Regions from separate parts of the Mus musculus genome. Here region 2 is linked to region 1. The links are chromatin contacts, called in public HiChIP or PLAC-seq maps. All regions are on one chromosome and are shown on one strand. The core of a region is the stretch at or near the end of the contact, and the rest is flanking DNA. Distances in the headings are between cores, read along the strand shown. Region 1 overlaps Tox (thymocyte selection-associated high mobility group box). Region 2 overlaps Gm33646 (a long non-coding RNA gene).

Evidence for each region. HiChIP or PLAC-seq counts read pairs in DNA pulled down with a chosen protein or histone mark.
Region 2: an H3K27ac HiChIP or PLAC-seq map of hepatocytes shows a contact between it and region 1, with 6 times the contacts expected there. The contact joins two enhancer-like sites. A contact is called at or near these places in 1 of 39 promoter capture datasets (liver), 9 of 484 Hi-C or Micro-C datasets (the MNK3 cell line, forebrain, group 2 innate lymphoid cells and 1 more) and 3 of 115 datasets of contacts at active chromatin or transcription factors (hepatocytes, memory CD8 T cells and pancreatic cancer cells).

The regions. Positions count from the first base shown.
Region 1 is chr4:6,912,927-6,915,626 of GRCm38.p6, reverse strand. All of the region lies in intron 1 of Tox (thymocyte selection-associated high mobility group box), which reads left to right. Among named protein-coding and RNA genes, the nearest start is that of Tox, 77 kb to the left of the region's middle. Within about 2 kb of position 1,261, at least 49 of the 459 cell types and tissues checked have an H3K27ac peak or open chromatin away from gene starts, as enhancers often do. A contact at or near this core is called in hepatocytes, where this site is marked.
Region 2 is chr4:7,195,512-7,198,216 of GRCm38.p6, reverse strand. It overlaps Gm33646 (a long non-coding RNA gene), which reads right to left. Exons shown (of 6, transcript XR_390373.1): 2 at 693-739. Among named protein-coding and RNA genes, the nearest start is that of Gm33646, 4.7 kb to the right of the region's middle. Within about 2 kb of position 1,451, at least 3 of the 459 cell types and tissues checked have an H3K27ac peak or open chromatin away from gene starts, as enhancers often do. A contact at or near this core is called in hepatocytes, where this site is marked.

The DNA of each region.
Region 1 (2,700 bases), core at 12-2,511:
CCAAGGGGTTGGGGGAATCAACTTGGTTTCTTGAATTCAAGCCTGTGAGTTTTGTTGCCCTCCGTTATTTTCCCAACCCCCTTTCATATTTCCCTCTGGCTTATTTATGCATTCTTTTTTCATGGTAACTACATTCAACAACATGTTTCATCCAGAGTCAAGATCCCAGTCTCCCCACTCCCAGAAGTCTTCCTGGAGACAAGGCCACTTCCTCAGAGAGGCCTTCCTTGGCTCTCCAGGAGTTTGGTTTGCTGAACCTTCTCCTGTTTATACCTCATCTTTCCTGCGCCTTTGTACTCCCTTTGAATCTGTGTGGCTGGAAAATATTCCTTGTACTGCTTACTATTTGAATCAACAGTTTATCCCCACTAGAATTTAAGATGGCTGAGATCAGAGGCCTGTCTCTTTTCTGTTCACCAACTCATAAGAGTACAGACAGTGCCTGTGACAGGGAGTGCACTGGAGTGTGAAGTTAGAGAACATAAGAACTTTACTGACATGCGTAATGGCTTGAGATGTTTGGTCTAGGTGAGTCACAACCACTGCTGTGCATACACTAGAATGATAAGCTTCTGGAACATGACATCGAGGTTTCGGAACAGTTGGTTTCTGTTTACTGCTAAGAATAATGAAATATCATAACTTCAGTCATGGGTTTTTATTATCTGTAATGCCTCAACCTGGTCCCACTTTTCCAGTCAAGCTGGTTGGTAATCAACAAGGTGGGGCGGTTGTTTTTTTTGTTTTTTGTTTTTTTTTGTTTTTTGTTTTTCCTTTTCTCCCCATATCCATTGAATCTCCTTTTCACCCTTCATGCTGAATTGGGACGTATTTTATATCCTAGTGTACCCTGTACTCAGAGAACCTCTCGTAGATCTTGTATATGGTGAATATACCTTACACACTTACCTGATACTCTAGCTGCAGGCATTCTGGTCTAAGAGATTTCTGTTTGGAGTAAAAAAAAAAAAAACCCTGAGGAAAGACTGGGATTCACATGTTGAGCACGCACAGGTATTGCCTACGTTTCCGCATATTAACAGAGGATATCCTTGTGACCAGTGTCAACATTGTAAAGAAGCAATCTGTTATTGATCATCTTTTATTACCATTGGAGCAAGTTGAGTACTTCGATAAGGACTTTGGGAGCCAATGGTCTCACAAACCTGGATGTTACCAAGGAACTCCAGAACAACAGAGCAAAGCCTAAAACATTGACCTTCGACCTGCCTGGAAGCAGATGGAACACTTCAACAACAACCGGCCGTGTGTAAACATTCACCTGTTTACCTTGTGACGTGAGAACCAAAGTACAGCGTGTGCTGTCTCTACTTCACAGAATGTCGGTGACTTTTGTTCAAAAAAGCTCTTCCAATATTAAGGTGAAAGTTGTGGACGATTGAAATCATTAGAGATGTACAGCTTGTGAGCACACATTGCCGTTGCGTTAGCAGTAACTGCAGCAGGCTTTTAAAAAGTAACGTTAACAAACATTACTTATTTCTGTGGTTGTCAACATTTAATTAAATAGGGCCCCTACATCTTAAGATGTCACTGTTTTGTATATGTGCAATAAAAGGTTCAAATTAAAATACTGTACAATTAGTTTGCTTAGAAAAATGACTTTTGCAGACCTCTCCAATAGACAGTTTAGAGAAATAAGCATTTTGTGTTTAAATTGTGCTCCTTAGTATTTTAAACAGATGGCAATGGCTTCCCTCTTGATTATAACTTTGAGGCATGCTTTACTAAATGGAATCAGCGGGGTTCATTAAGGTCCCATTTGATGTATCAGTATTATAAAAATACCATGTTAATTATCCTCAAACGTTGCAAGTTACCTCCATTTTCCTGCAATCAGAAGATGAGAGAAACCCTGTGAAGCAAATTAGTCCTAATTGAAAGAGGACTGATTAATATTTAAATAAGGCATTGTGTGAGGGATTCTGCCATGAGAAAAATAGGCTGAACATCTGAATTAATTGCATAGCAGGTTAAATTAAATTTCATATAATGGCTTGGAAGATGAGTTGGCACAGTGCTTTAGCAGTGCGCACAATGGCTGAAATACCAGCCTTTTCTTTCGCTCTTGGCTGGATTCCATCGAGGTCCTTGTAGCCATTACCTCTTTGTTGTCTCTCTTTCAGTGCAAACAAAGGTACTAACAGAAAATTGCTACCACATTTTAAAAAATGTTAATCCTTTTTGGGAGACAGCACCTGTCTACATTTTCTCGATTTCTCTCCACCTTGGCTGTAAAATTGGGAAACATTAGTATCTTTTTCCTTGCCAGGTTTAATGAGGATTGATGTCATAAAATGCTAATGGCTGGAATATAGTTAGAATTGTGCTATTAGTGGGTTATCACTGTCTGACATTTTCAGTGCTCAGGAGCATGCATGTGGAGCCTGTTTAAAGTGATTGGGTTACTTAAGGGTCCCTGTTAGGGATATTTAATCCAACATAAATTACTTATGCACTTTGTTAGTGTTCAAAGGAAGAGTGTCACGTTGTACATGCTGGCAGCTTTCCAGTCAAGAGCTGTTAATTACTGTACAGCAAGTGAATACATTTTTGCAGCAATGGAAGTCATGGAGGTGAGGGGGAGGGCGGGACTCGATCTATATTCCATCTTAGCAAAGATGAATATATGAGAGTTTTGGAGAAGAGAATGGCAGAAGTCGTTCTTGTCCTCAGGAA
Region 2 (2,705 bases), core at 202-2,701, 280 kb before region 1:
TTAGGCGGAGGCCTTGTTAGAAACCCACCCTGTCAGCAAATTTTAACTTTGAGATCTCTGAGCAAATGTGTTAGGTAGTTTATGACATCTAGTACTAGTGCTTCCCTGTAGTCACCATCACAAGCTAAGACAGAATTCATGATTCAGGGAGAAACTAACACAACGAATTTAACTTAACTCACTTCCATGAGCATCAGGGATATACTCCAAGTACACTTGCCTCTTCGAACAACGCGTACATTAAGAACTAGGCATGTTAGGAAGGGGCAAAAACTAAAGGATGCATCATTCTCCTCTCAACCGTGTGGAGCTTTGGAGGCTGCACAAAGTCAAAAGCAAAATATATGAAAAAAACTTTCAAACTTAAAAATGGCCATGGAGACACACACACACACACACACACACACACACACACACACACTGCAGTTAGTTTTTGTGATACAAGCTAAAAATGTTCAGAGAAGGAAGAACCCAGCAAGACAAGTTTACGGCACACAATGTTCTCTGTGTGGAGCCGCAGAAAATGCTTCAGATCCCGTGGGGTCATGTAGACTCTTTATTTCCTCTTTAACTCTAGAATCAAAATCAATCTAGTCTACTCAATTATTAACAAACTGGAGGCCTGATTATGGTAGCCTGTTATGCCAGAACCTTGGGAGACTGAGGCAGAAAGCTCACAACTCAATGCCTACCTGGGTTACATAGGGAGTTTCAGATCAGTCTAGGCAAGGTGCTGGACCTATATGGTAAAAAAAAAAAAAATGTTAAAATGTGGTTCCCAGTGATCAGCTGTAGACAGGATGCCTAGCATGCATGAAACACCCTAGAATCAATCCAGCACTGCATACAAGACACTGTCAGCATACCATTCCCTCATCTCCCCAAATTCCTTTTGGCCTTAGGCCAACTTTACTACAAAATACTAACATGTCACATGTTAGTATTAATATGGATGGTTGGCCATGGCAGATTACAGTGGAGTTTTGACTTATAGGATTCTGACCAGCAACATTGGAAGCAGCTCCATGTCTTGTTCATGATAACTCTCCTGCCACACTCAGTACTGAAGACTACAGTGACCAATCAAATTGGAGTACCTGGTTTACCAAGTAGGACTGGACCATCCAGGCTAAGAAGGGGACAGCTTGTATTCATGTTGTCATCACAAGAAAACTGAGTCCTGTGGGTGTCAGCATGAGCCCTTCCACAGGCAGCCACAAAAGAGCTAATGAAGCCACAATTTGAAGAGGTCCAAGTCTGAAATTGGACTTTCTCATTTGAGTACTAGCCTTCTCTGTGGGTGGATGTGAACTCATTCGATGCTCACGAGAATTAAATGAGTGAATGCTTATGCCATAGATAAACAATTTCTGACATGTGATATGTTCAGTAAATATTGGGTTACTGCTATTAGGAAAGATAAGCTCTGTGTACATGCACATACTGATCCCAATGAGACCAGCAGCCAAGTTTCATAGTGATAGAAGTTACTGTGTAAACATGTGGATGACATAGAGAATTATGAAACCACCAGAAATTTTAACAATGTGCCCATAAAATTCGATGTACTGAAGGAAAGCTTGCAGTACAAATGGTACAAATGTTTGCCTAGATTAGAGATGGAACTCAGTGATAGACCACTTACTTAGCTTGTACAAGGCCGTGTGCTGCATTCCTAATCTTAAAAAATATACAGCTTTGTGTATAGAAAAACAGGAGAGAATAGACTGCTCTCGACAAAAGAAAGTATATTGAGATCTGTCTGTAAGAGAAGAGCACTATAGAATCAAGTGTCAGGACTGAAGTATTGAGAAATTATGAATAATTCTGAGAGGTGAGATTCAAGAGCGAGCTAGAGCCTGGGCACTAGAACATGTGGTGGACCTAAAGCATGATGCACAGTCATTTGATAGTGGAATTCATTCCGTAGTGGAAGGTAGACAGAAATGAAGTGTTAGAGCATAGTCACATAGCACAGCCCACCTCCCAGATTTAGTGATCTATACCTTTCATTCCAGCACTCAGAAGGCCAAGGGAAGAGGTAAGCAGATTTAGACTTCCAGGCAAGCATGGACAACATTGTGAGCCCTTGCTAAAAGAACACAAAAACAACAAAAACAAACAATTCCCATCCAGAGAAGCAGTGAAACAAGAGAACCACATTGTATATCAGAAGGCATTGGTTCTTATGAAGTTATTTAATGCATTAGAGAGAATATAAACTGTTACAAAAACACAGATACTGTTAAAGGTAAGAATACAGTAATAGACCCAAATAAGTTGAGATGAGCCAGAAGGGGGTGGGGGAGATCTGATTGGTAAGGGAGACTCTCTGCTGTGACCAAGTTAGAGATAAAACATGGTGTGATCAAAGCTGCATATTGCATAAGGCTGAAAAGAACAAAGTAGGAACCAAAGGTAATGATTGATGGCAGACACCTCTAGTCTACTCTAAACAAATAAGACAAGTAAGTAATTGCACATGTGACTGCCTTTTCCTGCAATCAGTAGAAAGAGGTTGGCAGTTTTACAAGGCACTACACCATAAGCACTGTTCACCATCTTCCCATGTTTTACTCTCCCTCACGAAAGTATTTGGTAGCATAGGCTAGCATCCAATTTTATCTGTAGCTAAGGATGGCCTTAAATTTCTTATCATCCTGCCTCTACCCCTGAGTATTGGGATTTGAGAAAATAAGATTAGA